2 separate regions of the Bombyx mori genome follow, and region 2 is linked to region 1. Evidence: chromatin contacts called from public Hi-C data. All regions are on one chromosome and are shown on one strand. Each heading gives the region's core, a stretch centred on a gene start, on an enhancer-like site or on the middle of the called end of the contact. The rest is flanking DNA. Distances are from core to core; before and after follow the strand shown.

Evidence for each region. Hi-C and Micro-C count contacts between places; a contact is called where the count stands out from the background.
Region 2: a contact with region 1 is called in a Hi-C map of posterior silk gland, with 1.6 times the contacts expected there. The contact joins the promoter of LOC101735345 here to the enhancer-like site in region 1. A contact is called at or near these places in 4 of 7 Hi-C or Micro-C datasets (middle silk gland, posterior silk gland and whole pupa).

The regions. Positions count from the first base shown.
Region 1 is chr9:12,580,248-12,586,425 of ASM3026992v2, reverse strand. All of the region lies in intron 2 of LOC101735345, which reads left to right. Among protein-coding and RNA genes, the nearest start is that of LOC101747138, 29 kb to the right of the region's middle. Within about 2 kb of position 3,090, at least 3 of the 8 cell types and tissues checked have open chromatin away from gene starts, as enhancers often do.
Region 2 is chr9:12,616,060-12,622,288 of ASM3026992v2, reverse strand. It overlaps LOC101735345, which reads left to right and starts at 4,566. Exons shown (of 8, transcript XM_012694728.4): 1 at 4,566-4,834.

The sequences.
Region 1 (6,178 bases), core at 1,841-4,340:
TTCTCTTCTGTTATTATTACTGGTGGTAGGACCTCTTGTGAGTCCGCGCGGGTAGGTACCACCGCCCTGCCTATTTCTGCCGTGTAGCAGTAATAGTAATGCGTTTCGGTTTGAAGGGTCAAATTCAAATTCAATTGTAGATGTCTATGGGCTCCGGTAACCACTTAACATCAGATGAGCTATGAGCTAGTCCACCAATTTAGGAAATAAATAAAATGGAAATTAAAAAATATTAAAAATTTAACTATGAAACGTCAACGTGTTTAAAATTAATGATTCTATAATCATCATTTTCATCATTGTTTGTTCTATGGAATACGAAGTTGTGAATAAATAAATAAAAATGATATAAGTTTGTTATGTGGTTAATTTTCCTTATGGAAACAATTGTATTATTGTCGAAATAAATTCCGAATTATCCGAATGGTTCTTATTTCCGCGTACAATAATAAATAGTAGGCACGCGTTATTTCCGCAACGTTCGATATGCGATTACCACAATCAAGGTTCAATAAGTCTCTAACGTTATCTCCGGGCGATAACATTAAATGCCTCCTCTGACTCCCAACGAATACAATAAATTTAACGTAATGTTTGAATTATTTATTTATACTGGCGTCCGTCCGGTTGTCGACCACGATTCCTGCCACTTTTTTCTATTTTATCAAAATATGACCAAAACAAAACCGAAAATGTAATACATAAAATGAATGAAGTCTTGAGTCATTAGTGATTTTGGTCGAATGGCGACCACCAAGCGAACAGTGGTTAACTCGATTTGATTATTTTAATGGTCTTACAAACGAAGACTCACTGACGACAGGGAAATATTAAAAGTATCTGGAGAAAAGTTGGGGCGTCGTGCAGGAATCTTCTGATGGGTAGACTGATTATTATTTTTACTAGTGGTAATAGGTGGGTAGGAAATATCATCTTTTACTTTCGCAAAGTTATATACTCGTAATACAATTGAAACTTACACGTCGTGTCTCAAGGTATCTTGGGACTCAATTTGTTTAGTCCATGGGCTCCAATAAATCCTTCAATAATCGGTAGGCCCTGAGCTTATGTAACGTAGGTATCGGCTTGTCTATGGTATTACTAACGTCCGTCATCGACAGTGATCACTCACTCACGAGTGCCTTATGCTTTCAACGGTAATCAAAATAAATTTACTTCCTACAGTGGCTCAACGATCCGATAAGCATCTTGGCCTCCAACACGAAACGTCCATTCGTCATTCGTAAGGAACGAATGTAGATATCACGTCGGAACATCTAAAAATGAAATACAAATTTACTTAAGAAATAGTCTTATTATTGATTTATAAATATCGATAACCAAATTTATTTCTATAAGGAAACATCACGTAAGCTATCTTTGTGTGTGAGTTATTCATTGAAAACAAAAAAATGTATAGATACGGTTTCTTAAAACATATTCCACTGTAGTGGATCTTTTTTTGCTCGTTTGGATCCGTTGCAATCTGTGTGCTTAGTGCGAGTTTTTTAACGTTCTCGATCGCGTAAAAGTTATTCAAATTTGTATGCAGTTGGAACAGCGCCCCTAACGGCAAACGCAGGCACACGTTCCAACTCAATACAAATTGGAGTTAACTTTTACGCGATCGAGAATGTTAAAAAAACTCGCGCTAAGCACACTGCACTCGACCGCTGGGGTTCGATAGACAGACGTCTTTGGTAATCGTCGGTCTAACCATTCCCGATCCTGCATACAGAATAGAAAGCAGTCGACGTCGCCCAAAACACGTCATCTCGGATCCTCCCGATCCACTAACGGTACTTCTAGGTACTTCAAGCACCGGTCACCGTTCTCGTCGAACCCGTCGCTTGCGACGAAGGGCTCGATGAGTAAATTAACTCTCAGACACAGTCCACTGAGTTTCTCGCCGGATCTTCTCAGTGGGTCGCGTTTCCGATCCGGTGGTAGATTCTGCGAAGCACGGCTCTTGCTGGGGTTCGTGTTAGCAACGTCATCAGGTTTGAGCCCCGTGAGCTCACCTACAAAAGTTAGGGTTACACTGAAATAGCCTCTCAAGGCTCTCAGCTTAGGTAGGAAAAAAAAAAAGAAATAAGACGTATTTAATCTACGACGAAATCAATTAATTAGGCTAACGAATGTAATTGAAAGATTTGAACACGAAACATGCTTATCGTTTTCAAAATGTACCAAATCGAACACAAAGTAGGTTAAAATCCGAATTAATAAACAGGCTGTCGCACGCTGGTTTAAATGTGTCGTTCTTAAATTATTTTCAGAAATTTTCGAGTTATTAACTCAATAGTATTAGGGCTGCCTATTACACAAAAGCACGGATGTACAAATTATATTTTTATACTACGTAAATGAAAGTATTTTAGAAAATGCCAACGTCAGCAGATCTAGCAATGAACGTTTAAACCATTTTCTTGTAGCTGTTGAAAGATAAAATTTTCGGAATACCTATTATTACACTTTTAGCCTTATTTTTTATTTTCTGTCTATCATTATACGCGTCGTTTCTCGAAGTGATATTATATGTCGGGATTATAATGCTTACATTCCTAACACAAATAATAAACACCGTATTATTGAATTTCTTAGAATACAAAGTTGCACACACACACAGGTTTCGACATCGGTGACTCATATTTATCGTAAACTTGGTTTTATACCCCAAATTTGTTCATGATAAGTCTATACGTTGAATCAACATAGGAAAGGTGTTAACTCATGGCAAATAGGTTTAACTTTTTATTTAAATTACATAAGACGTGTTAAGATCACGCGGAGCGTAGACTCGATACTGAACGTCCATTACGAAAAAAGGACTCGTTATTTTCTTTCTAATTACTTAATTGTATCATATTTACATACGTATTATGCATACAATTTAAACACAACTGCTAATAAATTATACAATCAATACATTGCTTGTAAAACCAACTAAAAATGGGGAAATAGTTACAAAAAAAGATCGACTTCATTATTCGATAAAAGGTTATACGTACTTATATAAGTAAAACCAGTGAACAGCGTACGACATTGGCCCGGTGACCGATGTTGCAACTACTAACTCGTTTGCAGTTCGTTCGTTTACACAATTGCATTTGAAATGTACTACTGTGCTATGCTAGCAGACTCGTTGTTACATCTTTGTAAGTTTATTGCGCACGTAATCAACGTAATACATAACAATTGAATACAGGAAATTTCGGTCTATAAAAATAAAAGTATACATTTTAGTTTGCTAATTGTGAAGTAAGTGAAGTCGTGAATCGTGCATTGAGAAATTTCGAAAAAAAAAACTCAGTATACGATACCACCGCCGAAAACAAATGTACCTAATTAAATAATAAACTATAAATGTCGTTAATTTTTTCGAGTAGTTAATGTGATTGTGATGTTTCCTTATTGATTAGAGTATAATAGGAAAAATACTGTTAATTTTATGTAACGAAACTCTTTTTTTTTTTTCATAAACTTCGTTTATGTCATTATCAGTTTATATTTTTACCTATCTAGTCGTTGGTAGCCTAATATGTGTATTTGAATTTCGCACAGACCGGTAGGTGAGCTCACGGGCTCAACCTGAGAGAATTGCTAACCCTAGCAACAGCAGTGCTTTGCTGAATCTACCGGATCGGAATCGCGACCCACTGAGAAGATTCCGCGAGGAACTCAGTGGATGGTTATCAGTGATAATAGTTCTAATACATCGTGAGCACTCTTGAAGTAGCCAAACGTAAGGTACCCATTATATTAAGAACTGTTTAATGCTGTAGTTGAGCAAAGTACCTCACGACCCAATTCTATTACAATAAAACCTGCTGAAGTAACTGTAAACTCAAAAGTATTCGAAACATTGGAAATAATAAAATGAAAATAATAAATGCGAGATTAAACCGTAAAACTAGTTTTAATTATGCCTACGGCTTGCGAAAACTAGAAAATATAATACATTATAGTTACGTTATTAATTAAGTATAATAATTAACGTATTTTATTTCTTAACATATAACCGTAATTAAACGGGGTATTCAAATCATTGATGTTAAAGAATAGAAACGTAAGGGGGAAATGGAATAAAGTTATGTAGTAAAAGTTCCGTTAGATTAATTTAAGAATGAACACGACGAATATTTTTTTAAATGTTACTTGCGTAGGTCGCTTTTACTGACAACGGTAGTTAGCATAATATTAGGCGTACAATTATAATAATATCATTAAAGACAAAGCATCGTTGAGAATTTACCAAATGAACGTAGCTTGAAAACCAAAAAAGTCCGTATCATCAATTAATTTTAGGTTTAATTAATCATAACTAGAGGTCCCGCAGTAGTCGAAATTCGACTATAATTAATTGGAATTGTAAGTTTGTACACTATTATGATTGTATTTTATACTTCTATAATCACAAATTTCGCCAAGACTACACTATAAAAAATATTAACAAAGACAAACAATATTTAATCTATTTTCAATTTGACAACAGACGTCAAGAACAAAAGTTTGACAATAAATAGTATGCATGCGTGTGTGCGTCAAATACATGGTATGTAGTGTGTGTAATGTTTTCTTTACTGATTTAATGTATCTTTTACGCATTATTTTAAAAAAAATATTAGGATTGTGCACTTCTTCACTATATTTTCTATAAGTGTGGGAAATTTCATACTCCTCCGTCCGCGCAATTTTCGTAAAAAGGGATACAAAGTTTTTGCTTCACATATTAATATATAGATGTCCAATTATATACGAGTATTATTATAAGAATTACGTAAAATTGTCCTTTGTACGTATAAAAATTCCAAATTTATCAAACCTCTTGAAGTTGGCGAAATAAACGTTGCGAGATGGATACAGGTCAAGCCAATAAGAGAGTATGTTAAAAAATTGGCATACAATGTTATCAATATTTTTCTTGTGATAACACCTTTTTTATAAATTAATCAAAACTAATATAATTGTTCTGTTACATTAAAATTTGGCTTGGATAAAATACCCATTTATCTACTTATTCTCCAACTTATTTTTTTTATTGCTTAGATGGGTGGACGAGCTCACAGCCGACTTGGTGTTAATTGGTAACTGGAACCCATAGACATCTACGACGTAAATGCGCCAGCCATTGAGACATAAGTTCTAAGGTCTCAAGTATAGTTACAACGGCTGCCCCACCCTTCAAACCGAAACGCATTACCGCTTCACGGCAGAAATAGGCAGGATGGTGGTACCTACTCGCGCGTACTCACAAGAGGTCCTACGACCAATCTTCGTATGTATAATGTCTATGTATCTTATGTTCGTAATATAAGAGTAGGTGGAACCTCTCTATACTCTCGTGCCCATTTATTCAAATCTGAGACTCCTGAAACTTACAAAACTGGAATGGACTAATATTAAATTAAGACGTCATAAAATTTGTGTATTTCTTATCGGCGACTTATATGACGTTAATTGTTTTTGAGAGCAGTTGATGTGTGTTGGGAAGATACGAAATCTCCTTCCTTTGTCGCATCACTCTTATCAGAGCGGTCGTGGTCGTCATTCAGCATCATTGCTGTGGGCAGATGTTATACGAAATCTACTATAAGAAGATTATTTTCATTTTTCATTATTATTATTTTAGTTGTATTTTTTGACTTGTTTTTTCTTTTATTGTAAATATTTTTACTTATTTAATAAAATAGAAAATATTTGAGAAAAAACAAAAAAGAAAAAACCCGCTGAGTTTGTTTCGCCGGTTCTTCTCAGGACTGTGGCTCTTTTTGAAACCGGTTGTAGAGTGAACATTTATATTTATATTTTTTGACATTCAACAAGTGTGTTATGCTGACATCCAAGTTCAAATAAATGATTTTGGATTTGAATTTGAATTTGAGAAGAAACGGAGAAGTATCTAGCTCTGAGAGGTCGACTTTCATTTATTTTCAATATCTTCTCTGCCTCTTGATGTTATAACCAATACAATAGTTTAACCGACCGCTATACGATACGATATTTAAATAAATTTGTCCGTTTAATCATCATCTCGAAAGGAAACTCGCGACCAAACTCGGACTTGTGTTTTCGTAAGCAAGACATAAAATCGCGTCTATTAACATTGCGTATTTAATTATTGATTTAATGTTGTACGGTAAAATGTTATTAAACTATTCTTAATCAGTACTAGAAA
Region 2 (6,229 bases), core at 3,317-5,816, 34 kb before region 1:
CTAACTACATAGGTACGTAAACAGAATTCATAAGCCCGTATTATTGGTCGTGTAGAAAATAAAAGTTTGTCATTTAATTAGCCAATTCTTAATTTCGTTTTGTGTTTGAGTTTGACTGGAATGTGATAGAAACACGTACTAGTTACATAACAGTCTAAGCACTCTTAAAGCGGTTGTGGTCCTTAAAGTTGAGTGGAGTGTATACTTAGTCTGGCCATAAATACTGTTACAATTAAGAATAAAAAAAATGTATTGCAAATTACATTTATTACTTTTACAGCGTGTTAGTTTAATACATAAATATAAAAAAATTTGAAGTATAAAAAGCTTATTCGAAGTGGTCTCCATTGGCTGCATTCCTTTAAACGTTGAAGCCAGTTAACAATAGAAGCACGCACTCTTTCCATGGGAAAAATTTTCACTGCCAATCGTACGGATTGTTTTAGGGACTCCAAATTATCATGGCGTTTAGAGCAAGCCGTACTCTCTAAAACTGACCATAAATCATAATCCAGCGGATTAAGATCGGGACTAGACGACGGACAGCCTTCAGCTCTGATGGAGTCCGAAATGTACGTTTCCAACCAAGACTGCGTAGACCGAGCTTTATGACCTGGCGCCGAGTATTGCTGGAAGGACCATTCTTGATTATTGAACATGGTGTTGTTAAGAGGCTTCACTACCTCCTCAAGAATGGTATCTTGATACACTTGTGCCGATGTTTTGATACCTTTTTCACAAAAGTATAGCTCAATCACTCCTTCATAGCTAATACCCCACCAAACCATCACTGAAGGCGGATAGTGCCCACGTTGCACTCTGTCGACTAATTGGGAAGCTTCCTTAGAGCTTTGAGCATAAATACGGTCATTTTGTTTGTTAAAATGTTGCTCAATTGTAAAACTTTTCTTATCCGTAAACAAAATTATTCTATGACCTCCCTTTGCGTACCGCTTCAGTAGTTGTTTCGATTTTACCACCCTTTTCTCTTTTAAATTATCAGTTAAGAAATGACCAGTAAGTACGTCTCTTATAGGCTGCAAGTCCTAAGTCATCTTTTAAAATACGCGACATGGTTCTAGGTGCTATCTTCATCTCCCGAGATAAAATCTTTTGCTTTCGGACGGGATTTCTTCGAATTCTTTCCCTTACTGCTTTGACCACCTTTTTCGTACGAACACTAGGTGGACGGCCAGATCTTTTTCTGTCACAAACAAAGGAGGTCTCATTGCACCTATTAATAGTCCGGTACACAAACATTTTACTAATACCAAGCGTATGGAGAGTTTTAAAAATTGCATTTGGCTCCATACCTACTTTGTGTAATGCAATCACAGCGATTCGGTTCTCTTTATCACCCCACTCCATTTTAATATCACAAAATATTGTGCAATGTATTGGCGCTAAAATGAGAAAACTCAATGAGCTATCGTATAAAAATGGCAGATTTCCAAATTCAAATGTAATTAATATTTTGTTTATTTTTAATTGTAACAGTATTTATGGCCAGACTAAGTATGTTGTCCTCTTCACAAGATGTTACACCAGCCCACTAAGCTTGTCGCCGGATCGTCTCAGTGGGTCGCCTTTCCGATCCAGTGGTAGATTCTTCGAAGCACTGCTCTTGCTAGGGCTGGTGATAGCAACGTCCCGAGGTTAGAGCCCCGTGAGCTCACTTAATCGTTCGATAACGCTGGCATAGCCCTCTAAAGCTGCTTTCAGATTACGCTATATTATAGTGCCATATAGCATAGCAGCCTATACTTAGCCAAAAATATACAATATAGTACATTGTGAATGTGTCCACAACAATGTATGGTGCGCGATATCGTGAGTCCGTTCACTCACAACAATAAAAAAATATTTTGTTTTATTGCTGTACTACTCCTCCGTGCACGTGCGTGCATCGCACGTGTAAATGTGTGATGAAAGATTACAACTACGAGTGATAAAGTCGTGTTTTAGCCGACTTCAAAAAAGGAGGAGGTTCTCAATTCGGCTGTATGATATTTTTTTATGTTTGTTACCTTCATAATTTTTGAGTGGGTGAATCGATTTTGATGATTCTTTTTTTATTAGAAAGCTGACGCTTCCCGTGTGGTCCCATTAAAATTTAGTCCAGTTCTGATAATGGTATCCATGAGAAAACCTTATAAGTCTTAAATTTGCATTAAGTACGTGAGCGACAAATAGACGAATAACTCAATATCACGCCAACCGATTTCGATGAGCTTCGAGCTTTCGAGCTCACAGCCCACCTGGTGTTACGTTGTTACTGGAGCCCATAGATATGTACATCGCAAATGCGCCACCCACCCTGAGATATAAGTTCTAAGGTCGTTGTAACTATACTTGATAGTTACAACGGCTGCCCCGCCCTTCAAACCGAAACGCATTATTCCTTCCCGGCAGAAATAGGCCGGATGGTGGTACCTAGTTACCCGCGCGGACTCATAAGAGTTCTCACCACCAGTAATTACGCAAGTTATAATTTTGCGGGTTTCATTTTTATTACACGATGTTATTCCTTCCCCGTGGAAGTCCAAAAAGAACAACTAATATCATGTACTAGTTCGGATTACGTTATCATGTTTTGTTTCCAGTTTAGGTTTCTTTTTAAATAGTACCATTCGAATTCTGAATCAATGAGACAAAAAAAGATACCTACTAGGTATAAACATTTACCCATAGAATAAACAGCTTAACGAGGTAAATAATTCATAATAATGACATATTATATTACAATGAGCTAAAAATTTGCAGGTAATAAAGAAAATTGGTTCCCACGTGGTGCCAGAACAATGACATCAGAAAGTTGTGCGAATATTGCCAGCCAGTGCGAACTAAGAACCGCCGCCATGAAAGTCGAACGATATTATGTGTATTATCTATGGTCGAACGACGAACTAACAGCAATATCACTACTTGTTAGCAAGCCTGGCTGAGCTTTTGCTCGCCCACCTGTCCTGGTGAAACTGAAAAGGCCTCAGGGCCTCCAGTAACCTTTAAATCATAAAAAAAAAACTATAATATATTAATACGTGAAGCAAAAACTTTGTACCCCTTTTTACGAAAATGTTTATTGTCAAACTTTTGTTATTGCTTAAAGTCTGTGGTCAAATTGAAAATAGGTTAATATTGTTTTATCTTTCATATTATTTGTCTATAGACTGGTCTTGGCGAAATCTGTGAATAAAGAAGTATAATAATCTTTGACAATAGAACCTTAATAATGTTCAAACTAATAATTTCAATTAATTATAGCTTCGATCAACAATAGTAACAATTATAGTCAAATTTCGACTACTGCAATAAATTCACGAGTTACAATAAATTCTGTTATGTGAAAAGGGACAACGCTATAACTCATCTCTATCTTTCTTCTTTTGGCATAAAAACGAATATCTAATTATTAATAGCAGTTTTCCTGTCAGTATCGCGGAACGTGATTCAACCGTGAATGGCGCAAAAACAGACGCCGATGCTCAGAGAAATTTCTTTCGTGTCTAAGTTTTTGTTGCAAATTAAATTGCCACATAACGGAGTTGTTGGATGAATTAAACTGTGGACATTCGTTATTAAGTTATAAATATTTCGATTAAAACTACGGGAAAAAATGCAGTTAATTATGAAGTTGTTTAAATAAGTTTTCGAGTAGCTACTTAAAATTGTATAAAACATAGTAAAGTATTGTAAATTAATTATATTTCAACTACATAGTGTGGGTCCATCGATTTAAACTTATAAAAAAAAACCATGTCGTGAGATCATCAAAAGTATGGCCAAATAGCCATCGCAACCAGAGCTCTTGGATTGAAACCTCTCCGATCTTAGTACCTAGATTCCTATTCAGTTGTAGTTCCTGAAAGGTGGACTGACCTAAGACCCACCTCATTGTAAGTGATCTGCCAGGAATAATGCCAGGGACACAGTCTAGCAGCCACAAAGTCTTACCCTATATGTTAAAATAAAGAATAAAAATAAACATTGAAGAAATTTATCTTTGTCTAATAATATAGGAAGTGTGTAGGAAGATGATGTTCTTCCACGAGAGTTTCTTTCTCTGAGTAAAGTTAAATACATAGCTATTTAAATAAATAATAAAGATAAACAAACTTTCAGAATTAATGCGAATACATGAGAATTCGTGAGAATCGATTATTTCAATGTAAAATGACCTTGTTGCGTATGCGGAAAATAGTTTTCTGTCATATTGGTTTTTATATCATAAACACATGTTAATTCATCTTTATTAAACTGAATCAGTCCTTTCCGGAAAGAATGATGAAGGTTGGTAGCTACAACTTCGGATCTACTTATGCCCTTTCTAGAAGTGGGGGTATTCAACAAGCCGCATAGGTGTAGTAGTAATAGCCTAAGCTTTAGTTAGTTTCATAATGGGCGATCGTCGGCATACTCCGGTAGACCATCGGATTCTTTCGCGACCTACGCATGAACTATAGCAACTATAGCCAGTATAGCACTGGCGAGAGCGAATGAGACACATTGTCGACAGCGCCCCCCCCCTCCCTCCCTGCCCAGGCACAGATATTACCTTCACAACTCGTCAGTTTAGCTCGAAGTTCGTTCTAGAGCGGTTGTTTCGTCGCCCATTGACGATTTATCCGTCTTTTAATTCGTGTATTCCTTGAAAAGAGCCTATAGTTTGAGACTTCTGGACGAAATGTGCGTATCGTTATTTGCCTAATAGTTTTATCGTTTCCGGATAATGGATTTGTGTTGAATTTGTGAGAGGACAGTGTAGTGGAGTTATTTGCGCTACGACGTCGCTCGTCGTGCCTGAGTTGGCGTTGTCCCTCCGATTCTCTGCAAGGTAAATACTCATACTACTATAAGAGTGATCGAATACGTGGACGCAAATAAGTGAATTTTTCTCCTAATACCTTTATATTATTACGGAAGTTCTAGTCTCTCAGACTGCTGAAGATTGTGTACAGTTAAAGTCCAAAGCAATTTATGTGTACCGTTAGCCAACGTTGCGGTCGATGCCAATTCGCGGATGTGCTTGTTAGAAATCGACAAATAAAAATTTGCAACAAAATGTTCGGGTCACATTTAAGAGAACACACCAGTTACGGAAGATTAATCGGGAAAGTTTGCGTTTAATAAAATGCAATTCAATGCCATTATCTGAGTAAAGCGTATTACGTATGCGGAAGTAGCGATACCTCTACAATGTTCTTCAATCACGGCCCGATGAACATCTGGCCTTTGTTTAATGTTTAGTAGGTAGTCACTAAACTCGTCGTATCGATGTACGACTAAACAATTCGTTTCAAACATCGAATGCTTCCGAATAAAAAGGGAACAAATCAAAGATATTTTAATTAGGAAGTCTTTCGATTGATTCGATCAAACGACTCGACTTAAAATGTTCTCCAGCGCTTCTAATAGGCGTGGCAAGTGGCCAAGTGATTCAAGGCTCACAGAGACTGGTTTTTAAATCGAACACTACGAGTGCCCACTTGAGAAGTTTCGACATCATCATCCGACGGTGGGTCACCAGATAGCCTTTGTGAATTTCTCGTATATTATATAAAACTTATTAGTGTTGATTAACATTAACTATTTCGATAAATGCTAGAAATTCGGTTATTGTGTAGGTATTAAAAAAATCCAAAACAGTACATATAGGTGTCATGTTTCTTTTTTATCGTATAAAAATCCAAACATATTAAGCGTGAAGTTGATAGATTAATGAAATAGATTCGTTTATTGAAAATCACAACCACCTACACACCTTAACAAAGAAAGAAGATCTCGAAGTGAGATTATTATGAAGGCAAACATTTCATTGTTATTTTTATGCACCTTAATTGAAGCTATAACGAGAATTAACTATAACTGCTTTAAGTACTATATTAAAAATAATCAAAATTGAATCAAAACGTTTTCAAATGTTATTATCGTCTATTTTTAGGCTAGATGCTATTAGTGTTCGCGAAGCAGTACACTAACAATAAAGTAGGTCGTGATATTTTTGCGCCTTACCTGCAGCAATCCGATCACATGTTTGTTGAAAGCAATGAAATTGAACTAGTTTGACATCGTTGTGTGCTAGAAATATGTAGACCAACGCGGTATCAGAGAAAAATTGTTACGAATTCCAAATCAAACACGATAAAAGAACGCTGTCGGCCATGATTTATCGGTTGTTGTCACTCGAACGTAAATGTATCTAAAAAATATTTGATACGTTCCGAAAACG